3 separate regions of the Mus musculus genome follow, and regions 1 and 2 are each linked to region 3. The links are chromatin contacts, called in public promoter capture Hi-C maps. All regions are on one chromosome and are shown on one strand. Each heading gives the region's core, a stretch centred on a gene start, on an enhancer-like site or on the middle of the called end of the contact. The rest is flanking DNA. Distances are from core to core; before and after follow the strand shown.

Region 1 (4,383 bases), core at 1,281-3,780, 1.3 Mb after region 3:
GAGGACCTGAGTGAGAACCGTTTAGGTAGCCAGAAAGGAATAGGCAGGACACTACGGGATGTAGTCACAAAACATGGGGATATAGGTGTCAAACTTCGTCTTCTGGTAGTTTTTCAAAAACTCCTATAGAGAAGAAAGCATAATTCCTATAACTGGGAACACTTCACATGTATCCCTGCCTTGTTCTGCCCGCCCTCTGGCTTGGCTTTCTGCTTCTTCCCACTCACCTTCCCTTCCTTCTGGTTATTTTCTTCCTCATCAGAGTCCAAAACCAAGTCCCCTATGGTAATAACAGAGCTACACGGGGTTGGGGACAGCACTGCAGGAAAGAAACCACAATTAAAACCTCTTTCTTAGCCTAGCTTGGTGGCCCACACCTTTTATCCCAGCACTCTGGAGGCTGAGGCAGGGGGATCTCTGAGTTCAAGGCCAGCCTGGTCTACATATCAATTTCCAGGACAGCCAGGGTTATGTAGAAAAAACCTGTCTCGAAAAAAATAAGCAGAAACAAAACCTAGACCCACTTTTAGGTGAGCACAGGCCTTGGAAAGTCCCAACGCCGTCTGGTCCAAAGCTTACCTGGTTTCTTGACTGTAAGAGGCGGTGATGAGTGTCTTAGAGGATCCACGCAATTCACACTGTTCCTGAGGTGAAGGCAAAGGAAAGGTTGGGTGAAGAAGGGAAGCAGGCAGGGAAAGTATTCCTAAGGAAGGAGAAGAGACCCTTACTCCTGCTCTGCAGCCGGTGAGTCAGGTGGGGTCTCCTCTAATGCCCTTTTCCCCAAAGGCCGAGATGGAGTCTTAGCCTCCTCCGTGCAGACTGGCTCTGTTCCCACAGAAGCTGCTGAGGCCGCACCGGGTTCTTCCCTGCTTTTAGGGTTAGATAAGTCTTGAGCTGGTAAGCCCATGTTCCTAAATGGGAGTAGCATGACTGTGGGCCGCTCTTTATGGCACGCCTTTGCCGATGTCCAATGTGATCGGGATTTTCGCTTTCCCAAAGGGGCCAGATTAAAGCGGTGGCCAGCTAAGTGTTCTGGGTGCTCCAGTGAAGCTGGCTGGTGAGGGCCAAGCTTAGCTTTAGGCAGAGGACTGTGGAATGCTGGCCTGGTTTGCTGATGAGGACTCTCTTCCATGGGCTCTATCAGATTCCCTGAGCCAGAAGTAGAGCTCTCTGAAAGATAAAATAAGATGCCTTATAAAATTAGAACTAGGTTAAAACTCAGGTTTGTGTTACAGGCCCATATAACTTCCATTCGGCTGACTCAGGTTTGGTAGAGCTAAACACTAACCTCCAAATTGCTAGTTATCTCCGCTGATCCTCTTACCTGGAAATGTCCACCCCATGTCCATACCATACTGGTGCAAAGCAACCGAAGAAGTGATGAACGAGCCCGGCTGACTCCAACTTAGAGCATCCTGAAGCTGTGGGCAAGGCGACAGATAGGAAGATCATAGTTCTCGGGGAAGCCACCCAGCCTTCCGCCCTTAAAGTGTTTCTTTCTCAACAACCTCTTGTGCTCTGACTGGAGGCAGTGCTTTCTCTAGCTGACACAAGTATTCAAACAACAGCTTTTCCATGGCAACTAGAAAGGATTCCCCATAGTCTTGTTCTAGTTCCTGTATGTGGGAAAGTGAAGCAGGTCAGATGAATTTTAGAAAACAAAACAAAACAAAACAGGAATCCCATAACATCCTCCAAACCAACCATTCTCACCTGCAGGCTCGAAGGCGGGTCCTCTGACAGGTGCTTCACAAGCAAGCAAAAATTTTCCCGTGCCTCCAAAAGCTTCCTGTCTTCTTTTGTCTGTTGAGGATATTGAAGACAGGAAAATTTGGGTGAGGAGGTGTCGCTAGGACCCAGGGGCAACTTGGTTGCATCAGGCCTGAGTTTGGTCTGCCCAAGATAGCACTCACAGCTTCGGGGTCCAGTGGTACTTACTGTTCTGGACTCTGCTGGGAAGTGATGCTTCAGGGCATTCAGGACCTGGTCCCAGGGTCGCGCCTGCAGGATCAGCTCCACCACCACCTGCACGGTACAGGGCTCAGAACACCTACCCTTTTCCAGCCGATCTTAGTCCCAACCAGACGTCCTTCTCTCTAGTACCTTGGCCTTTAGGCTCATACACAGGCGTTCATGGTGCCGGTAGCAAACCAAGCCGGGGGCAGCAGCGCGCAAGGACTGCAGAAACTCCACCACTTTCGGGAAGTGCTCTACGCGGCGACGGCGGACTACCAGCCAGCTGGCGGCGGCAGCAAACCGCAGAGACGCGGGACCTACCCCTGGAGGTGGGGCCATGGCCCGCGGGCGCCCTTTCCTCCTTTCGTTCAACCCAGGCTTCCCGGACGCTCCCGTAGGCGGAGCCCCGCTTCTCTCATCTGCACCGGAAGGTCGGCGGACCAGCTGGGCCCATTTCGCGGAGCCACGGGAACCCCGCAGTCTCCTCTCAGGCGGTGACTTAAGTGTATCAACCTGTCCAGATCACTAAACTTAAAATGCCGCCACTGAGGGAAACGCAGGAGTACGTCACTTCCGCCTGGGCGCGCGGCTTCCCTCCCCGGAAGAGGCCGCGGAGGGAGCTGTGACGTCACGAGGTCCCCTGCACTGTGAAAGTGACGTACGACCTAGCGTCACTCTCCATCACCCCTGCAAGCTGTAAACCTAGGTGTCTGAATCAGCGTCTGCCAAGCCCTTCCCGGGCCGCCAGCCGCTCCCAGGAAAAATTCTGCCATTCCTCTCGCGAAACAGAAGAGGGCGCTCGCTCGTTTCAAAAAACCAAACACAGGCCTGAGTGGTAACTCCGCCCTCCTGTCCTGACTCGCCGGTGCCTAAACGAATATAGTTTGAAATATCCTAGGGCTAGTCAGGGTTCTCCTGGACAGTAGGATGACAGCCGTTTTATGCTTTTCTGTGCCACATCTTTGCTGTTTCGTGTAGTTTATAATATTTAAGGGCTTCCTTTTCCAAGTTTCTTTTGAGCACTAACTTGATGGAGTCCTTTAGTGGGTTGACTCTTCTTGCTCTCCCCAAGGACAGAACCGGGCACACTGTGTACAGCTTTACTTTGTTGCTTAAATTAATTATCTGCCTTGCCCACCTTGCAGGAATTTTATGAAACCTGCCCATTATTTGAATGGTTTCCTCCATTCCCAGACTCATGGCTCACACTTTGCCTTGGTTCTCCAGATCAGTATTCAGAGCCTTTCCAGACCCAGTACCAAAGTACTACACTGGATGTTAATGTTGAAGTGGGTTTTCTTCATATTTTTTTCTGTCATTTCTGACCTTACCACTTTCATTTTTTCTTTAAAGATTTATTTATTTTATGTATGAGTACACATTACTCTCTTCAGACACACCAGAAGAGGGCATTGGATCCCCACTACAGATGGTTGTGAGCTACCATGTGGTTGCTGGAAATTGAACTCAGGACCTCTGGAAGAGCAGTCGGTGCTCTTAACCGCTGAGCCATCTCTCCAGCCCCACTTTCATTTTTTCTAAAGAATTTTCCCACAGAGTGTGCTGGTGCACACCTCTAAATCCCGGCGTGAGATGGGGTTTTTTTTTTTCCCCCTTGTTTTCAGTACTGTAAATACTTTACTCCCTTGTTGCTTGCATGGTTCTGGGTAGAAGTCCAATCTAGTTACACATTGTTTTTAAAGCTGAGAAATTAATTTCCTTTTTAAAGCTATCATGTATTAATTTAACTCTTTTGATACTTTATTTTTATTTAATGTGGACCAGTGTTTTGTCTGAATGTATGTCTGTGAACCATGTGTGTGGAGTGCCCATGGAGGGCAGGTGAAGATTTAAGTCTCCTGGGATGGAGGTTACAGAGGGGGGGGGGGCATGCACAGGTAAAGACAGAACAAGTAAGAACATGAGAAAGAGCCAGAAGATTAGAAAAGATTGCTAAAGTTAGTTTGAGGTCAAACAGCAATTCAGAGAAGCCAGATTGAATTAGTCAGCTGGGAGAAGAGTTTGAGCCAGAACAGCTGAGTTGAACCAGATGGACAGAAGTCAGAAAGAACTAAAAAGGGGCGAGTTTATTCAGCAATAACTCTGGGGTGGTTTGAATATTCTTGGCCCAGAGAGTAAGTGGCACTATTAGGAGGTGTGCCTTGTTGGAGTAGATGTGGCCTTGTCGGAAGAAGTGTGACACTGTGGTGGGCTTTGAGACTCTTCTCCTAGCTGCCTGGAAGCCAGTCTTCTCCTGTTTGCCTTTGGAACAAGATGTAAAACTCTTGGCTCCTTCTCTAGTACCATGCCTTCCTGGACACTGCCATGCATTCTGCCATGATGATAATGGATTGAGACTCTGAACTTGTAAGCCAACCCTGATTAAAAGTTGTCCCTTATAAGAGTTGCCTTGGTCATGGTGTCTCT
Region 2 (4,232 bases), core at 1,147-3,646, 1.5 Mb after region 3:
CATTCAGGACTCCTTGGACGTGGTTTGCTTCAAGGGCATAGTTCAGAATTCCTGCCAGGTCACCAATGTGTATCCAGGGGAAGAATTGGCGACCTGAACCGATGGGGCCTCCTAGGCCCAGGCGGAAGGGCAGAAGCATGTGACTGATGGCGCCACCTCCACGGCCCAGCACAACCCCTAAAGTAGAGAGGTGGTACATGGAGGCTGCTTAGCCTTGAAAATTTGCACTACTCTGCTTTCCCTTCTCCCTTATGGTCTTCCCGTGTGCACGTGGAGTGGGCAGCGTTGAGGGCTGTGGGTCTTTTGGGGATTTTTCCCTCTGCTAGCTAAAGTAATAGTGTCCTCTCCCTGCAAGCTCAGCCCAGGAATCGTCCATGTTGCCTGATTCCCAGGCCCTTGGTCCTCACCTGAACGTACCACGACCTGGCGTGTAGACTCTCCAGGAAGCCTGGCTGCTGCTTCCCATTTGGTTACCAGGTTGGAGAAAAAGTCAAAATTCCCTCCTGGGCTGTCTTCATCATACTCCTTAGTCAGGCTTGGCTGGTAGTAAGCTGTCATGGAAGAGCGTTTGTTTGCTCTGGCGGTCCCTGGCCTGCTGGGCCCTTTGTAGTGCAAGGCTCCTTAGCCTCAGTCTCCTCTGCCCTTTGGGTTTCCACAGGAGAAGAAAGAACCATAACTGTTTCCCCCTTGAGCTTCTCTGTGTGTCCATGCCTGAACATCTAGCTTTTGGCTGTCAGGCTGTGTCCAGAGGCCGCTAGCTTGTAGTGGGTAGGGACAGAAACGTAGGTGCTAAGCTGCTTGAACTGGACCATTCTTGACATCTGTGACTTTTTTTTTTTTTGGCAAGTTACTTCTCCGTATGAAAAAAATCTGCATCCTCAGTATGGGAGTAACTGTACCTACCTCATAAAGTTGTAAGGATTAAATAATATGTATATAATAGTATGGTGGCTACTACTCATTTTAATTGTTTGCAATTGTGTGGTCTCAAAGGAGACACAACAAAGGGAGCTCTTCATAAAGAACTGCAGTGCAAAAAAGCAAGGGGTGTGGGAGTGGGGAGATGCCTTCTGTGCGCACTAGGACCCGTACCACACCTCTTTCTCTGAGGGCTCCCAATAAAGGCTCTCTAGCCAAGTACCCCACACCCCCATTCTGCCTTTCCACACCCATAAAGACCAGACTGTGACAGTACAGATCTGGGTCAGGAAGAACCTGCAAGGCTGGAGGCCTAGGCAGTGACCCTGGGAAGGACCTGTGATTCGGGTGCAAGCCCCAAGTGCCTCAACTGCTTGCTCTGTTCTCCCTGGCTCCGTTAATGTAAGAGGCTGGTGATTTGGGAGCGTACCTACACCTGTGACTAGAATCCAAGCCTGAGGTGGGTGCGCAGTTTCGGTGATGGCTTTGGCTAGCAAGTGGGTAGTATCCAAGCGGCTCGTAAGAACCTCTTTTTGGAAGGTTTCATTCCATCTGCAGAGAAAATGAAAGAAAAGGTCAAAAGTGCAGACATGCACCTAGACCATATCCTCCCCACTCATCCGGCTCCCCTCCCAGTAAGTCTGTTGTCCTAAGCCTGTCTTAATGCATAGCTCGGGGTGGCTAAGAAGATAGGACTCTCTCCCCCGGCCCCCAATAGGCATGGGCTATATCTCTTTATCCACAACACTGGGCTTTAGTAGACGCTGATATATAACAGGCTCCAAAGGCTTAAGGGGACACTTGCACAAGTTTATGTCTACCATGCACGGGTCACAGGCATCGACCCTCTCTCCCCCCTGTACAGGTGATAACTGCTTTATGGCCCTGTTGACCTTCGCAGAGGGTTGAGGATATTCTCTCCAGCCAGGTTGATGACAACATCGCAGAGGGGCAGCCCCGACTCACTGAGTTCACTCTGTGGGAGAAAGTACAGTGCCGGCTGGTACTGTCCTTCCCGCGCAAATTGCCCTCCCACCCACCTTCCAGAAGCTCGACCTACCCACGTGATTCGACCCGGGCCAGGCTGTCTGGAGACCAATTTAACTTCGTGGCCCCTGCCTCTCAGCAGCTGGGTTACGGCTGTCCCAATGAATCCCGTCCCGCCACCTGATGGGGGAGCACAAACTGTTTACTCAGCGGGGTGGCGGTAGGTCATCTGCTGGCGGCCCCTTTGGGTGCGGTCCCCATCTGACATCAGGCCTCTCCAACCCACCCCGCGATGCAGAGGTGACAAAAGTCACAGGGTCGCACAGATTCAGCTTTTGGGGCTGGGAAACCAAGGCTAGGTTGCCTGCTTAGGAGACTGCACCCTGTGGGCCTGTTTTCTCAGCTCTCGGCTACAGCCTAAGCCGGCCCGCCACTCTGCCCTCCCTCACCTACAAGCACCCGCATAGCGACAGGGAGCTAGCACGCCTGCGCGAGATTTAAACACCGGACGCGACTACGAGCCTCACCTCACGCGAATCTCAGTACTAGGTGTGCCCCACCCTCCCCCGACCCGGAAGGAGTTATAGTAATAGCGAAGGACCATAAATTTCTCTGGGAAGAGGGGTGGATGACGCAAAAGAGATGGAGGACGAAGTGCAGAAAGGATCCGCTCCTAAAGAACAACTCTAGACCGCGAAGCGCTGGGCGTGGGGAGGGGGCGGGCACTGTGGAATTCTTCTTCATCTTTTCTCACTGTTCTGCCTCCTTCTGTCAGGACTCGAGGGTGTCAGAGTTTCTTCTCCAGTTCATGTGCGCACTCTTGTCCTTGCTTCCGCAGCTAAGGCTCTCACAAGCGTGCATCCCACCCGTGCCCTGCTTCCCAGTTCATCCGTTTCAGGGCCCTCCAGGAACACATAGTTCACCAAGTCTAATGCCCAGTTGTAGATCATTTTGATTGATCGCCCAGCCAAAATTACTGTTCTTTCTCCCTTCCTTTTAGAAATGATAGGCATTTCTCTACCGCTGGTGAAATGAGCCGATTCAAGCCAGACTAGTTTACATTAAAGGCAGGTTTATTGGGAGTTAACTGGCCCCAAGGATTAAGGCCAGGGGACTCACCATGGAGAGGAGTGGGGGAGAGGAGAAAGAGAGAAAGGGCGACCGAGCAGAGAGAGACACGGGGTGGGAGAAGGAGAGATGGGGGAGGGGGTAGGGAGAGAGCACAAAATGTCTGAATTTTATAGGGAAGAGCCTCTTGAGGAAGGGCAGCCAGGCCCCTGGTCTGGAAACTTCAAGGTTGGAGGCAAGGTATGCCAGGTAGGGTCTGAGGGATGATGGGAGAATCTGGAGGCCATGTCTGCTTTGTAAACATGTAAAAATGTAAAATATTTGCCTCAGTCCCTGGGCATAATCCTGGTCTGAAACCAAACAAGAAACGCTGCATTTTTGCCTTGAGTAGAAACCACACTGTCTTCTGGGACTTTAAGAACCAAGTTTGGTGTCTGGTGCATATCCTTTCCCACTGAGGCCAGACAAGGCTGCCAAGCTAGAAAAACATATCCCACACACAGGCAACAGCCTTTGGGATAGCCCCCACTCCAGTTATGTGGGACCCACAGGAAGACCAAGCTGTACATCTGCTACCTATGTGCAGGGAGGACTAGGTCCAGCCCATGTATGTTCTTTGGTGGTAGTTAAGTCTCTGAGAGCCCCAAAGGTCCAGGTTAGTTGATTCGATTGGTCTTCCTGTGAAGTTGCTATCCCCTTAGGGGCTGCAATTCTTCCTCACATTCTTCCATAAGAGTCCCCAGCTCCATCTACTGTTTGGCTGTGGGTGTCTTTATCTGTCTGAGTCATCTGCTGGGTGGAGACTCTCAGAGGACAGCCATGCTAGACTCCTGTCTGCAAGCATAACAGAGTATCAATAGTGTCAGGGATTGGTGCTTGCCCATGGTATGTGTCTCAAGTTGGGCCAGTTACTGATTGGCTGTTCTCTCAATCTCTGCTCCATCCCCAATCTCTACATTTCTTTTTTTTTTTTTTTTTTTTTTTAAAGATTTATTTATTTATTATATGTAAGTACACTGTAGCTGTCTTCAAACACTCCAGAAGAGGGAGTCAGATCTTGTTACGGATGGTTGTGAGCCACCATGTGGTTGCTGGGATTTGAACTCTGGACCTTCGGAAGAGCAGTCGGGTGCTCTTACCCACTGAGCCATCTCACCAGCCCTCTACATTTCTTGTAGACAGGGTAAATTTTGGGTCAAAAGTTTTGTGGGTGGGTTGGTGTCCTTATTGCTCCACCAGAGTTCCTGCCTGGCCATAGC
Region 3 (4,285 bases), core at 1,594-4,093:
GCTCCTTAGAAATCTCTATCTTTGTCAGACAACCCAGCTAGGCTACCTTTCTCTTGAGCTCCTCCAAACCCAAGAGGGCTCCTGAGCTCTTTTCCCTAGAATACTGCAGTGTCCTGACAACTGCTTCTCTGGGGTTAAGCCCAGAGAAAATCCCTCTTACCTGGAGCTCCGTCCCTAACTAAGGCTCTTCCAAGCCAAGAGAGAGAGCTAGTAAAGGCCCAACTGCAGTAAGTCTCTAGCCCCACACTCAAGGAAGGCTGAACCAGGTCACCTTCACACCTTCACAGCGAGGGGGCTCCGAGTCAAGTCAGTAGGGGCCTAGGAAGCCATCCAGCTGACTTTACCTAGAGTCATAAAGCAAAGACCATAAGACCTCTCCCAAGAAATTTGCCTTAGGCTGGGCGTGATGGCACAAGCCTTTAATCCCACCACTCGGGAGGCAGAGGCAGGCGGATTTCTGAGTTCGAGGCCAGCCTGGTCTACAAAGTGAGTTCCAGGACAGCCAGGACTACACAGAGAAACCCTGTCTCGAAAAACCAAAAAAAAAGAAAGAAAGAAAGAAAGAAAGAAAGAAAGAAAGAAAGAAAGAAAGAAAGAAAGAAAGAAAGAAAGAAAGAAAGAAAGAAAGAGAGAGAAAGAAAGAAATTTGCCTTAAAATAGGTGAAACTTCCTATTCTTTAGTATCTTATCTATTTGAAACTTTTAGAGGCACACCCTAACTGCTTCCCTTCAGGACACACCCAACTGCATCTGACAGCTTCTGTATTTCGTTAGCAATTAGGTTTTCTAATGTATAATAATCAAATATCCTGTAACAGAGAACTAAGAACTCAAGAGTTTCTAGACCAGTCTGGGTTACAGAGCAAGACCCTGTCTCATAATGGGAAAGGAAAGGCTAGGGAGGAAAGATGGAGGAAATAAAAAAGGGAAAGGAAGGAAAAAGGAGTTCCTCAAAGGCAAAAATAAATACCAAAGAGAATAAAGCAAGCCAGGCATGGTGGTACTAACTGGTAATCCCAGTATTCAAAAGGCTGATTGATGCAGGAGCATTGAGGGCAGCCAGGGCTACCTAGCAGGCACTGGGTCATCCAGAGCTACTTAGCAAGATGCCTATCTCAAAAGAGGTGCTGGGGAGAAAGGAAGCTCTAGCTTATAGGTTGAATATCCTTTATTTGAAATGCTTGGTATTGTTAGCATCACGGGCCTTGATCGGTCTTGTTTCTACTGTCAGCTAAAGAATTAATAGGCAGGAAATCCTCAGATGTGACAGGTAGCAGTGGAGAAATCTCCAACATCGCAAACAGCTCAGACAGAATCAGCAACTGAAGAAAGGCTTTATTGAAGGGTGAAGCAACATATACATGCATCACACACAGAGAAAAGTGCCTTTGCAAAGCCAAGAAGGGGGACTCAGAAGACTGAAAATCTAGTCCTTTTCCAAGGCTGGAGTTTTTAAGTCTCTGAAGTTTTCCTCCCCTAATTTAGGGTTGGTAAATTTAAAGAGAAAAAGGATGGCTGATTGGCCCACAACTGTCTTGGAACATGTACCAATCCAGCCTTGAATTCCTGGAGTCAGTCTATCAGCAGATCTACTGGGAGGGAGAGAAAGCCCACAAGATTCTTTGTTTTATGCTGCCAGGCTTTTGTCTCAGGCTAGGAGGAGAGGAAGAAACCAGACATCGTGGAAATTCATCATTATCTAGTCATGGTCTTTTATCTGTCTGCCTACCAGGGAATCTGTCCAACTCTTGGGCCCTTAATACAGAAATGCCTGATTTGGGAACATTTGAATATATGTTTGTTGGGGATGGACCTGAATTCTAAGCATAAAATTCTTTCATGCTGAATGTTATTTTTGAGTATGCTAAGGATGAATCCACAGTCTAAGCATGCTAGACAAGTATTCCACCACAGCATCATCGCCAGCCCTTAGTGCACCTGATTTTTTTTGACAAAAATTCCGTCATGACTTCGGGTGTGTAATTCTCCATCGTAGCATCATGTTTGGATTCAACAGGTTTGGTTTGGGAGCACTTCAGTTTCCAGGTTTAATCCACTCAAAAAGTATACCTAACTCATGAGAATGTGTGGTTTAAAATTAGAATCAGAGTCACCTTACATCCCTGCATTCGGGAGCAGAGGCAGATGTATCTCAATGAGTTCGATGCCAACCTAGGCTACATACTGAGTACCATAGTTACATGGTGAGACCTTGTTTAAAAAAAAAAAAAAATAATAACTGGCACCAGTACAACTTCCTCAAAAAAATGTTTAACAGTGTCCTCAGATCCGTGCTTCCATACATAGTCTTGCAAATGACATATACTTCCCTTCCCACCACTGGGCTGCACTATTAGTCATGTCTGTGATCATTTGTCTTCCTAGACTCAAATGCCTTATCTGGACTGTTTTTTAGCTACCCCTATAATCTCCTAACCCATTCACCACTTCTTCGACTCCGTTGGATGAGAACCAAATTTTTCCAACTCGTTCTACACTTGATCATATCAGAAAACAAACGTTAAAATGAAGCAGAAGGCTGCACAATGAGGTTCGTTGGATGCGACACTTCTGAGTTACCCTAAATTTCCCAAGTCTGGAGAACGTCCGGGAAAGGACTTGGAAACAGCTGCGAAGGATTCGGTCACAGGTATCTCAACCACCTCGGAGGGTGCAAGATGCACGCGCGGGGCAGTTCCTCCTGTTCAGAACACTCAGCCCACAGCTGACTCCCACTTCCGTACGATAACGCAAGATGGTGGGACCGGCGATTGAAAACCACATTCAAGATGTCGGCTTCCGGTTTTCCCGGCAGCGTCCCGCGTGGCTGCCGGGGCCACGCCCACTTCCGGTTCCCTTGCTCCGGCATGGCTGCCTTAGGGACCTGGCTGTCCAGTGAGTGATTGTGGGGTTGGGGACACGGGAGCCGCGGGGCGACCAGCCCTCTAACTCCCTGCTCTTCCATTAGGTGTCCGGAGATTGCACTGCAGCGTAGTGGCGCGGGCCGGTGGCCAGTGGCGACTCCAGTGAGTGCCGTGCCGGGCGGGGGCGCGGCGGGACCTAGTATCCCGCCGCGTCCTCACCCACACTGTCTCCCCCACCCAGGCAAGGGCTGGCTGCCAACCCTTCCGGCTATGGGCCCCTCACGGAGCTCCCTGACTGGTCCTTCGCGGGTGAGCCTTGATGTCAAGGGTTTTTTGTTTTTGTTTTTTTTCCTCCGAGACCACCGGGGTAAGGGTTGGGGGCGTGTCTGGGAAAATAGTGAACCTTTTACTTGAGTTGGAGGACTGCAGCTCTACCTTTGCCTGACTGTGTAGCCGGGTGTTAGTTCACCCCTGAGGTTTTAGGTTTGGAGAGCTGAGGCAGAGGGATTGCTGTGAGGTTAGTGCTATGTAAGGAATCCTTGATTATCCTGAACTACAGAATGAGACCCTGTGTATCAATCAAGAAATAGTAATTGGCTAAGGAAAGTTAGCTGTCAGGATCGTATCCTGAAGGTATAAGGAAATACTAACGTGGGCTGTTCTGGGCTTGGAAGTATGTATGACTTTTATCCTCTCAGAAGGATAAAACTCTCACATGTGTGGTGAGTGTATTTTGACAATTCGTTTGCAAATGTACAAGGAATTCTTTGAAAAGCTGCTGAAAAGAACACCGAAGATCCCTACAAGTCTGAAATGGCAGACTCAGTACAGAGAAGTCTTTTTCTCTTTAAAAAAAAAAAAAAAAAAAAAACTTATGGACTGAAGGATGCCTTTAAAATGCGGTGCCTGTTCTTCCGGAGGACATGGGTTCGATTCCCAACACCCACAGGGTGACTCACAATTGCTTGTAACTCCAGTTCCAGGGGATCCAATGTCATCTTTTCACTTCCACCTTTACCAGGCACCCACATGGTGCACAGACATACATACAAACACAACACCCAAGCACATAAAAATAAAACTTTAAAAAAAGCAAAATTAAAAGAGAGTAGTGACGCATGCCTGCAATCGGCACTCACGAGGCAGAAGCACTGAGAGCTAGGGGATAGCCTTGGCTACATAGTGAAACCTTGCCTCAAAAATCAAGAGTGAGGGAGAAAAAAAACCCTATATTTCATTATACAATGAGATGAAGTTTAGCAAAGAGACACATTGAGTGAAGGGTTTCTGAAGAGAAAAGTGAGTTCAGCTTGGCAGACGGCCCTAGGTCCATGCTAATGACAGGGTTAAATGATAGGAAGAGCGTGCCTATGAAGTCATTTCGTGATTCTGTTGGACCTCACCTCTGAGGCTAGGTGAGT

Evidence for each region. Promoter capture Hi-C pulls out the DNA fragments that hold promoters and counts their contacts.
Region 1: a contact with region 3 is called in a promoter capture Hi-C map of hippocampal neurons, with 2.3 times the contacts expected there. The contact joins the promoter of Tinf2 here to the promoter of Mrpl52 in region 3. A contact is called at or near these places in 2 of 39 promoter capture datasets (hippocampal neurons and pre-B cells).
Region 2: a contact with region 3 is called in a promoter capture Hi-C map of hippocampal neurons, with 2.8 times the contacts expected there. The contact joins the promoter of Sdr39u1 here to the promoter of Mrpl52 in region 3. A contact is called at or near these places in 2 of 39 promoter capture datasets (hippocampal neurons and pre-B cells).

Annotation. Positions count from the first base shown.
Region 1 is chr14:55,679,287-55,683,669 of GRCm38.p6, forward strand. It overlaps Tinf2 (Terf1 (TRF1)-interacting nuclear factor 2), which reads right to left and starts at 2,531. Exons shown (of 9, transcript NM_145705.3): 1 at 2,104-2,531; 2 at 1,939-2,025; 3 at 1,714-1,803; 4 at 1,509-1,616; 5 at 1,325-1,421; 6 at 729-1,170; 7 at 580-644; 8 at 228-319; 9 at 1-123. The coding sequence starts at 2,295. The coding sequence ends at 52. It also overlaps a transcript of Gmpr2 not described here.
Region 2 is chr14:55,897,836-55,902,067 of GRCm38.p6, forward strand. It overlaps Sdr39u1 (short chain dehydrogenase/reductase family 39U, member 1), which reads right to left and starts at 2,397. Exons shown (of 6, transcript NM_001082975.1): 1 at 2,355-2,397; 2 at 1,979-2,085; 3 at 1,812-1,894; 4 at 1,349-1,470; 5 at 408-551; 6 at 1-177. The coding sequence starts at 2,370. It overlaps Khnyn (KH and NYN domain containing), which reads left to right. Exons shown (of 8, transcript NM_027143.3): 8 at 1-945.
Region 3 is chr14:54,424,066-54,428,350 of GRCm38.p6, forward strand. Mrpl52 (mitochondrial ribosomal protein L52) reads left to right here and starts at 2,844. Exons shown (of 5, transcript NM_026851.2): 1 at 2,844-2,895; 2 at 2,969-3,026; 3 at 3,106-3,173. The coding sequence starts at 2,868.